Regions from separate parts of the Mus musculus genome. Here region 1 is linked to region 2. A link is a contact called in public Hi-C data. All regions are on one chromosome and are shown on one strand. The core of a region is the stretch at or near the end of the contact, and the rest is flanking DNA. Distances in the headings are between cores, read along the strand shown. Region 1 overlaps Gm38475 (a long non-coding RNA gene). Region 2 overlaps Gm15499 (a long non-coding RNA gene).

Evidence for each region. A called contact is a pair of places that touch in the nucleus more often than the background predicts.
Region 1: a Hi-C map of the N1E-115 cell line shows a contact between it and region 2, with 3 times the contacts expected there. The contact joins two enhancer-like sites. A contact is called at or near these places in 5 of 39 promoter capture datasets (embryonic stem cells, hippocampal neurons, liver and 1 more), 4 of 484 Hi-C or Micro-C datasets (the N1E-115 cell line, bone marrow-derived macrophages, liver and 1 more), 2 of 115 datasets of contacts at active chromatin or transcription factors (embryonic stem cells and fibro-adipogenic progenitors) and 4 of 9 other capture datasets (adipose tissue, liver, macrophages and 1 more).

The regions. Positions count from the first base shown.
Region 1 is chr6:145,535,887-145,541,401 of GRCm38.p6, reverse strand. The region is part of intron 2 of Gm38475 (a long non-coding RNA gene); the gene reads left to right. Among named protein-coding and RNA genes, the nearest start is that of Gm38475, 76 kb to the left of the region's middle. Within about 2 kb of position 1,976, at least 9 of the 459 cell types and tissues checked have an H3K27ac peak or open chromatin away from gene starts, as enhancers often do. A contact at or near this core is called in the N1E-115 cell line, where this site is marked.
Region 2 is chr6:145,444,638-145,449,918 of GRCm38.p6, reverse strand. The region is part of intron 1 of Gm15499 (a long non-coding RNA gene); the gene reads right to left. It also overlaps a transcript of Lmntd1 not described here. Among named protein-coding and RNA genes, the nearest start is that of Gm15499, 4.4 kb to the right of the region's middle. Within about 2 kb of position 3,573, at least 21 of the 459 cell types and tissues checked have an H3K27ac peak or open chromatin away from gene starts, as enhancers often do. A contact at or near this core is called in the N1E-115 cell line, where this site is marked.

The DNA of each region.
Region 1 (5,515 bases), core at 727-3,226, 93 kb before region 2:
AAGTCCAGGAGATGGACAGGCATCCCATGGTCATGGCCATTTCTAGAAAATGACTTACAATAACCTCCATGTTGTTCATGTTATTTATCATTTGTAAAGTAGATTTATATATCAGTCATGTGTGTGTTACCAGGTGTAGGAAAGTGCTGTGTGGCACATGTGGTATGCTGTGTATTATGCGGTGTGGCATGCTGTGTGACATGTATGGCATGCTGTGTGGCATGCTATGTGACATGATGTGTGACATTCTGTGTGGCATGTTGTATGGCATGCTGTGTAGCATGCTATGTGGCATGCCATGTGGCATCCTGTGTGGCATGTGTGGCATGTTGTTTGGCATGTTGTGTGACATGCTGTATGGCATGTGTGGCATGTTGTGTGGCATGCTGTGTGACACGTGTGGCATGTTGTGTGGCATGCTGTGTGATGTGTGGCATGCTGTGTGACATGTGTGGCATGCTGTGTGGCATGGTAAACTAGCAGTCATTACCTTGCTTTCACTGTGCTTGTCAGACTAACAGAAGCCCATTTTATGCACTGTCTTTCCCTAGGCATAACCTCCACACTAAAGCATAGCTGCAGCTAACAACCATCTTGTTGCAACATACCCACAGTCCTCAGTGCAGCCAGACTGTGAGCACAGGTCAGAGGTCACCAGCTAGTGCAGTCAAGTGTAATAGGAGAAAGTTCCTTCCATCAACAACGATGTGGTGGTTGTGCATCAGTGTGTAGACATGCACTAGAGGTGAGAAAGATACCACCTCTATAAAAGTAGCCAGATGTGGAAATGGCCTTTCCTTCATAATTGGTATTAGTTAGGTTCCTTTCAGACCCATTAATTCAATTTGGATCATCATGGTTTCAGAGAAGTCTTAAGAAACTGGAAAAGATTCAGAAACCTGAATCACCCATATGAAAATTTTATTTAAAAGAGTTAAATATGCAAACATTGTCTTCAAAAGTTGAAAGAACTGAAATTGTTTAACGTTTGAAAGGCTTGGGATGGCTGGGACTATGATGAGTCCGTGGGCAGTAGAGTTCTTGCCTAGCATGAGATAACCCTTCTCACTACAAAAGTGAAGAAAGAATCAGAAGAGGGAGGGGAAAGAAGAGAAAGATGAAAAGGGAAGTAAGGAAGAGAAGGGGAGGAGGAGAAGAGGGATTGGTGGGAAGAAAGGGAGGGAGAAACAGAGGAGACAGGAAGAAGAAGCGGGGCCTTAAAGGGCAGCACATACACATAGCTCCAGCACTCAAGCAAGCAGAGCAAGCACTTCAAGGCCAGCCTGGGCTTTGCAGGAGAAAAACAGAATAAGAAACAAATACATTAAAAGTAAGAGATTTTATTTTTCATGAAGAACTTCTGGCAACTTGGTGCCATTAAGTTATATTTCTGCAATCAAAGACTCTTGCTTTAAAATTTTGTAAGTAACAATCAGTCTTGGCCACTTTCAACTTGGCATCTTCCTGACCCAGGGAATGTTGAAAGAATGTCAACAGTTCCTTTTAGCTTCAAAATATAGCTAGAAAGCAACTATGTATGGAAAAAGTGTTGCATGGTCTGAGAGCTGCTTAAAAGTCACTGAGGAGCAAGCTGGGCTTAAAAGTCACTGAGCGAGCTGGGCCGGTCACAATGCAGAGATGAGAATCTTGAGGTGTCCTGGCTGATACAGAGAGCAGCAGGAAGCTTGTCAGTCAGCTTCCAGCCCACAGCCCCAGGCCAGCCTGACTGAAGGGATTCTAGCAGCAATTACACTGGATCTGCACGGCTGACGTGAAAGAAGGCAGCTAATGACTTCTTCCAGCATAAATCACCGTGACCACCTTGACTCGTGACAACTAAACACATATATCCCAAACCAGTTGACATTAAATTAACAATTCTCAGTGTAGAAGGGATGTTTCCCTGATTGATTCAGGGTGGGTCTGTTGGTGTCCTGGCTCTGACCTGTTATGGGTTGGCTGCAGGATTCATTGGCTCTTTCTCAAGGCTCAGCACACGTGCACACTTTTGTCTCTTCTTGTTGCAAAGCCATGAGCCAGAGCGCCAGGCTTCTCTTCTCGCTTGCTCGGTGACCTTTGTCCTCGAGTGTCACTAGTGAAGGTCACAGCCTCGTCCTGGTTCTTATGACCCTTCTGGGAGTGTGAGCCACCAGTCCTTTGTTTAGTGTCGGTAATTTTTTAGCTTGTACACACAGATATTTGTAAATTGAGTATTTATTTCCCATCTGTATTTGTCTCTGTGGGATCTGTGAAGGGCTTAAAAGCCTTAATAACCATAACAGTGAGACAAAGCAAAGCAAAAGCCAGGCGATTAAATAAATCAAGGCTTGGGCTGCAGAGATGGCTCATCCAGTAAAGATCCTTCATGCACAAAGACCTCAGTCCCCAGAACGAGAAATCAGTGTGTGAGAGGGTGCACTTCACCACCCAGCACTGCTGGAAACAGAAACAGGTGGACCCCCGGGGGGCTCACTGGCCAGGCAGTCCAGTCTAATTGGGAAGGCCTGGACCAGTGATAGACACAGTCTCAAAATACAAACAAAAAAATGAAAAAGGACTTAAAGTTTACATTTCTGGGGTGTGAAGCGATCTCCAGAGTTGGACACTCACTCTGCCTTCTGTCCTGCTTCACACAGGGCCTTGTGAGCTGGTGGGGTGTTATAGTTTACACGTTCCATCTGTCCACATTCCAGAAAGCAAGGTGGAGATGGAGATGGAGGAAGTCCCAGAACCTCTACAGACGCACACACACACACACACACACACACAATTTCTAGCTGATTCTCATTGGCTAGAATGTCAGTCAGTGGCTATTCCCAGCAGCAAGGGATGCTGGGAAATGTACTTCTTCCCGGTGAGAATTGCATGATCTTGGAGGAAAAGATCACTAGGTGGAGACCTGAACAGTGAGCAGCCTGTCTCACAGAGCCCAAGCTTCTATGGCGAGTAGTTTTAACCCACAGGCAGGAGCTGTCAGCATGGTACGGATGCCATTCCTGAGTGCTCCATCATATTGTCTTGTGAATTGGGGAGAAGATGCCCCATTTTCTCAAGGCTAAATAGTTCCTAAAACACACAGAGGATAAGTGGTGCACCCCAGCCACTCAGTTAGTCTGCCACAGCTAAGCCGTTGCTCCCTGGGCCAGATCCCTAAGATGTGCCCGTCTGTATCAGTGCAGAGTAGCTACGGACCCTGCCTTGTTCAGCATAAAGCATAGTAGAGTTCTTAATGCAATCTAGTTTGGGCTCTGTGACAATGACGGTCCTAGGTGTGAAGAAAACCAAGTGAGTTTCTCTCTTCGTTTTGACATGGTAGCCAGTTTTGTCAGCATTCTCAAAGGAATCAGCTGGCAGTGGCATCCCACCTCTGCTACGGCATCCGTCCTTAAATACCGACTCTCTTTTTCTGACTCTAGAAATAAGAAATCGTGTGAAGTTTAAGTTCAGTGGTTGCGATGTGTTCATTCTTTTGCAGCATTTTATTCTTTTATGTGCATGGGGAGGATGTGTTTCTGTGTGTGCTAATGTGTCTTTGTGTGTGAGGATGTGTGTATGAGTGCATGTGAGTATGTGTTTAAATGTGTGTTTGTGAGTATGTATATGTGAATGTGAGTGTGTGTGTAAATGTATATGTATATGTGTCTGTGAGTGTGTATATGTGAGTGTATGTGAATGTCTAAGTGTGTGCATGTGAGTGCCTGTATGTGAGAGTGTGTGTGTGCATGTGGAAACATACAGTGGTTGATGTCTCAAGGCTTCTTCACTCACTTACTACTTTGGCTTTTTAAATTGTTTTACTTTTTTAAAGAATTATTTTTACTTTATTTGTTTAACTGTTTTGCCTCTGGGGTGTGTGTGTCTGTGTGTGTGTGTCTGTGTGCGTGTGTTTGTATGTGTGTGTGCGTGTGTGTGTGTGTACCACATAGGTACTTGATTTTTTTTGAGGTCAGAAGAGGACATCAGATCCCTGAAATCTGGGGTTAGAGATGGTTTTGAGCCACTGTGTGGGTCCTGAGAACTGAACTGGGGGTCCTCTGTGGTACAGCCAGTGCTTTTAAAAACTGTGCTCTCGTTGACCCCTTATACCCTATTTTGTTGAGATAGGGTCTTTCAGTGAACCTAGAGTTGCTGTTGGGACTAGACTGTCTGGCCAGCAAGCTCCAGGTATCCTATTTCAGCTTCCACAGAACTGGGGCTCCAGGCTTACATCATCATGCCCAATTGAAGTTGTTGTTGTTGTTCTCCTCTTCCTCCTCCTCCTCCTTTTCCTTCTTCTTCTCCTCCTCCTCTTCCTCCTCCTCCTCCTCCTCTTTCTCCTCCTCCAAGTGTACATTTTATGTGTTTGAGTGTTTTTTCTGTATATATATATGTGTATCACATGCATGTCTGGTGTCTGCAGAGGCTAGAAAGGGGCACAAGATCCCCCTTGGAACTGGAATTACAGAGTGTTATGAGCTGACATATGGGTGCTGAGAAGCAAACATGGGTTCTCTGCAAGAGCAGTCAGTGCTCTTAACTTCTGAGCCACCTCTCAGCCCCTGAGGCAAGGCAGATGATCACTTATTTCCCACCTCAGGATGATGCTGTCAGTGTGTTTGTCAGGAGAGAGGCTGTGCCATGGAGAAGCCTCACCAGGTAAGGTTATAGGGAGAGAGGTATTAATCCCAGTCTACAGAAAGGTCCAGTCTTGTCTAATTGCACAAGGGAAAAAAAAAATCAGGGTTTTTTGTTGTTGCTGTTATTGTTGCTTATATAGTGACAAATGTTTAGCAGATTGGAATATATATTTCAGTCCTACTAAATGTCAAATTACTGGAACGTTTCCTTGATTTCAAAACCATCTGTGCTTTGTCTTCGAAGGTGAGTGTTATACTTCTTGACATAGACCTAGCTTTCTAACCAAGGGTATGCCATATAAATATTCCACATCAGCCGGTGTGAGAAATGGTCTGCTTTTAAAATAACTGATGAGGGTAGAGAAGATTTAATGTTTGTGGATCTCATTATTATTTCGGCCTGTTCCGAAGAGGGATTTTAATGGCTCTTTGTCCACATAAATCATGCTATAGTTTTCCAGGAAAAAGCTCAAGGAAAATGAAATAAACGAGACAGCGATAGCTTCCTCAAAAGGTTTAGTGTTGGAATTTCCAAGTACAGCTCAGCAGTGGGCATAAAGCTATTATGACCTTCACGGTAACAACAGCCCACCTCGCCAGTACCCAACATAGGCAATCTTGATTCATCTCCAGCTCCATCTGCAGCTTCCCTCTTTTCTCTGGACTGTTTGAAAGATTCCTTATAACCATCTCACTTACCTGTCCAGGCAGCGGTCTACAATAACCATGAGAATAGGCCCTGGGCCTCTGCAGCCACCATATTCCAAAGATGCTCAAGTCATTTATACTAAATGAAAAGAAGACCTGCGAAGCCTCCTCTCATTCCTCTTTCTGATAATCCTAAACCAATGTAACCACCATGCTTGGTGCATTGTGCCGTCTGCGGGGAGGGGCCAGAG
Region 2 (5,281 bases), core at 2,324-4,823:
GTCTCTTCAGTTCTTCCTGGGAAGTTCTGTGTGGTGTGTGTGTGTGTGTGTGTGTGTGTGTGTGTGTGTGTAGGTGTGTGTGCAGGTGTGTGCAGGTGTATGTGGGTGGAGGCAAGAGGACAACTGTACAACCTCAGCTGTCATTCCTCAGTCACCATCCACCTCGTGCATGCCGAGTTTTTGTTTTATCTTTTGAGACAGGATATGTTACTAGCATATCTTCTTAGCCATCAAATTACATTTACATTTTTTATAAATGCAAAATGAAATATATAAATAATTGAAGATGTATCTGTGGCCTTAAAATAGAATGAATAATTTTTATTATAGCTACTGTTCGGCCCAGGAGATACAACCAAACATTAGCAATGTATTGATGTCTCCATGTGTCAGTCCTGTTGCCCGCAGAGCAGCAGCTGCAACCATCCTCTGGGACTTTGTAGCCATCAGATCCCTGGATTCTTTGCACTTTCCCACTGTAGACGAACCTTGGTGTGTGTGTGTGTGTGTGTGTGTGTGTGTGTGCGTGCGCTGATGTACACGTTTCACTTTTAACTCTCCGTGAGGCATCCTCCTTCTTGGTATCCCTGGGTTATTTTCCTTGGCTTGTAGGTAACATTCGTCCATCCAGGAGTCTGCAACCGCAGTTGGCTGATTTCTGACTAGAGTACACACTGGAGGCTTTATCCTTTAGTCTGTGATCAGCTCTTAGGTCATGTCCAGAGCACAAGGATAACGATGTTACCGTAAACTTCACTGTGTGTGAACCCTGGACTTGTGTCTAGGTTGTAGATCGTCCATCCATGTTTGTAGCTCAGCTTCTTTATCTAACTCGATGCCCAGATGCACACTCCTGCCCCTGCACAGCTGAATACTGACAAACTCTTTGAGCACATGAGCTGGGCTTTAAATAGCAAATCACTGTGCTTTTAACTTGCATTTTAATAGTGATATTGAATCTATTTTTAAACATCTAATGATCATTTACTTCTGATTTTTTTTGTCCATTTATTAGAACACTTGACATTTGCCTACTAATATTCATGTTCATCGTTTTTAAACTGGGAAGTAACTGTGTAAACAGGAGTGTGCACTATACATGTATAGTATTACATGTAGAACAGATGTATAATTACATGTATAACATGCACATAGAATTACATGTACAACATACATGTATAATTACATGTCCAAGTGAAGGAAACAGCAAGGCAAACATAGACAGTATATGCACAGGAATATGTAGGTCACACATGTATTGTTAGCTGAGCAAAGGACAGAGCAGGCTAAGTGTACCATAAGTCAAGGAGCACACGTGCTTAAGGCCCTCAAAGCCCATCTCTAGCTCACCCCTCCTTTGCTCCAGGGAGAGCCCTGACTATGTTGAAAGCTATTTCCTTGTTTTCCATGGTAACTTACTGCCTGTGCAAATGCTTTAACCCGCAGAGAGAGATGAGTGTAGACTGCAAACATGCTTTTGGCTAGGATTATATTTGTGAGACATAGCATGATCTCTAACTGTCCAAAGGGTCCAGGACTTGGGAGGGTCTGTCTTACTATGTTCCTACAACTTCGTGTATACCCAAAATTAACACTGGATTATCTTAGTTAAGGTGTAAATAAACCTACAGCAAAAATAGTCATCTTAATTCACTTGTATCTCCCATTTTACCCAATTTACAAACCTCTATATTAATCCTAGATGGGGGAGGGAGTCTGAGTACATTGCCAGCTGCTGATCTTGCAACAGCCTGAGCTTTGTTTCTGAACATTTTATGTTTGATTTAATCAGTAATTAGATTTAATACGCCCACACTTCCCATCTAATATATCTAATGGTGGCCAACTCTTTTATATGAGTTTTCTCCTCAGTATTTGGACCCAAATATGTCCAAATACTGAGTATTTGGACCTTAGAAGAACTGTTGGTCTTCCAGGCTAAGGAAAACCTAATAGGGAATAATTAAGTTAAAAACCACCAGCATACTTCGCAGGACCACAGTGCTTGTTAAAAACAAGTAATTAGATCCCAGGGGTGTTGCCAAGTCTCTAGATGTAAGCTGATTTTTAGAAAATATTTATCTATTCATTTATTCTATGTGTACTGTAAGTGTCTTGAGAGTTACAGTGTACACCGTGTGTATCCAAAAGCTCACGAGGGGAGTTGGGTCCCCAGGAACTGAAACCAGGTCCTCAAAAAGCAGCGAGCATTTTAACCCACTGAGTCATCTCTCCAACCCCGTGGCAAATTAATTTTACTGAGTAAACTCTTTACTGATATCTACCTTGTCTTCTTGTTCTCTGGTTCTTTCCCTGAAAACAGTCCACGTTCTGTTTAAATTAGCTGAACTCACCAGCTCCTGAAAGCCTCCCAGATGTGGACATAGAGTACAGGGGCAGTTGTTAAAGCAAGAACAGGGTCACACAGAGAGGTTAGAGGTCAGGGGTGGGGATATGGGGAGGTATCCAAGGAGAGGGTGCGTGCTTTTAAGGGACAAAGAGAAAAGTTGCTGCCAAGAGACGCAGAGTGGGAGAAAGTACAGTTCCACGAACTCCGTGTGGTTCTCGAGATTCAGTGATACCAGAGCTAAGCAAGAAGAGTGAAGCTGTTGTGACCGTTGGAAGTCAGGCTGCGGCATGATGCTTATTGCTTGACAAGGGCCTTGCACTGTTTTCTGTGAGCAGTGTGGAGCTGTTTCTCAATGGGAACATCACCTAGTCTGGGTTTTAGAAATATAGCCTTCAAGACGGTGTGGCGTTTATGTTGTCAGATGTATGTTTTTAAGGTTCCATTCTTTACTTACGAGTTTGAGAAGATGGTCTGTGTGTGCCAGTGACACGTGCTGAGAAGGCTGTAGGAGGGCTCTGGGAACCGAACCCAGGTCCTCTCTCCAGAGCAGTGAGGGTTCTTAACCTCTGAGCCAGCTCTCCAGCCCCAAGGTGGATTTTATGTATTAGAATCTACTTGAAGAACAGTAATCCAGAATAACAGTGCTTTAATGTGAATCCTCTCAGTTCATCAGAGTCCCTGCGACTCCGCGATGTCATTAGCTCAGCCTCTTCCTAGGTCACCTCTCATGTGTTGTCCCAAATCAATGTCTAGGGTGGCAAATCCACACTGGGCATCCAGACTAAGGAGAGAGAAGTCAAGGGAGGTGAGGTGCACTCACTGAGTGTCTTTTTTTTAAAAGATCTCCAGAAATGGTCACGTGACCCCGTGGTGCCGCTCTGTAGGTGCGCATGAACCCCTGTGCATGTCCACCACAGATCAAATAAATAAGTAAGCAAATGAACCAAAAACTTTAAAACCTCTACTCTGAAACCATTAATTCTCTGGAGTTTCCTCCAAACAAATACTTAGATTTTAGGGACAACAGAAAGTGTGATTCTAATACCCAGGTGGCCATAGCTAAGCTCCTCTGGGATCCGGTCTCTCCGTGTGCAAACCCAGAGTGCTGAGCTCAGTCAGCAGGTCCCTGGCTCGCACCAGTCATCAGCACAGAAGCAGTCGCTCCCAGGCTGGTACGCCTTGCCAATGGAAAAAAAAAAGATAATTGAGGCAAGATCTTCAAGTTTAAGTAAACACAGTTGGTCTAATAGCTTCCCAAGTCCTTCCCTTGTCTGCTGGAACCTCGGTCAGTGTGGTCTGGTGGTATTAAACTCTGGCGAATTTACAGAGTGCTTTATTACAGTAGAGTGAGCTTTGCCAATTACATTTCAAAATTATGTTAAAAGGTTTAATTTGGTGGGAGGAAGGAATGGCTCATTTCCTGCATCAAAATGCAGCTGGAGGTCTCAGGCTAAGGCTGGAGAGCTTTGCAAGTCAGAGCAGGCAGGACCCATGGGTGCTGCCAGGCTGTAGAAACTTCCAAGGAGTCTAGAATCGCAGACAGTCTGCTGAGGGTTAGTCTTTGGGAAGACTGATTCCAAGATCTGGAATGCCTTGCACAGACACAACAGTGGGCCCAGGGGCAGGACTGGTCAGGGCCAGTGTGTGATTTGAGCCAAGCTGTCCTCATCTCCTGTGGTCTCTGCCAATAGCAGTGGTCATCAAGGTTAGAGTCTTTAAAACTAGGCAGCATGATGGAGAGCCAGCAGTGCCTTTGGCAGACACTATCCATTTCCCTTGGAAAGTATGCTGGCCAGGATTTCTTTTGGTTTAAATAAAAAATAAAAGTGGGAATCTGATACGGGCGTATTATTTTAGAGTTGATAGCTAGCACAAAATGTTCATTTATCAGCCAAAGAAAATACTCCTTGTTGAGTAAGTATTAGATCTCAGGCTATGGTAGAAACACACATTTCCCAGGTGTCCACAGAGAACATAAATAAGGAGGGTCAGGCTAACTTTGAAGCCGTAGTTATGCTCCTCAAACCCCTCAGAGATTGCCAGCCCTGCTGGGTGTTTTCACACGCCACAGTCTTGGCAGAGGATACACCACATTTCAAAGTACAAATGTCTGTGCTCTTTGCCAAAGCATTACATTTAGGCCCATTTGCAGGGTGTGGGACCTGGAGTTTGCAATTGTAGCTGCTATCAAATATGGAATACCAGATTAGGTTTACAGAATACTCCCAAGTACATGACATCTATAAAATAGAAGTCACTTCTCAAAAGTCAAAATGCCACAGCCTTGCTCATGAACAATCCAAGGTTGGTGTGTGGACGAGCACGCTATTGTTCAGAGAACAGTTTGAGTTTGCACAGAGCTAAACATGACGTTGAGGCAAGGTGTTGAGTAGACAGGCAACTTTTCACACAATTGATTGGTGATTGCTTTATTTATGGATTGAGGAAAATCATGAACATGTTGGGTGCTGTCTCTGTTTGTACACATGTGTGCCCGTGTGCATGCCTCTGCATATATGTGAGCATATGTGCTTGTGTGTGTGCATGCATGTGTGTGCCCATGTGTGCATGCATGTGTATGTATGTGTGCTTGTGTGTGTGACTGTGCATGTGTGTATGTGCATGCATGTATATGTGTCTGAATGTGTGTATGTGTGCTTGTGTGTATGTGTGAGTATGCATGTGCATGTGTGTATGCATTGTATACATTGTGTGCATGTGTGTGCATGTGTTTGCATATGAGTATGTATGTGCAAGTGTGTGCATGTATGTGTGCATGCATGTATATGTGCATGCATATAGTGTGTGTATGTGTTTGTGTGCATGTGTGTATGCATGCATGTGTGTGCATGTGTGAGTATGTGCATGCATGTGTGTACATGTGTATGTGTGCGTGCACTCCCATATGTGTGCATGTAATTGAAGTTCTTT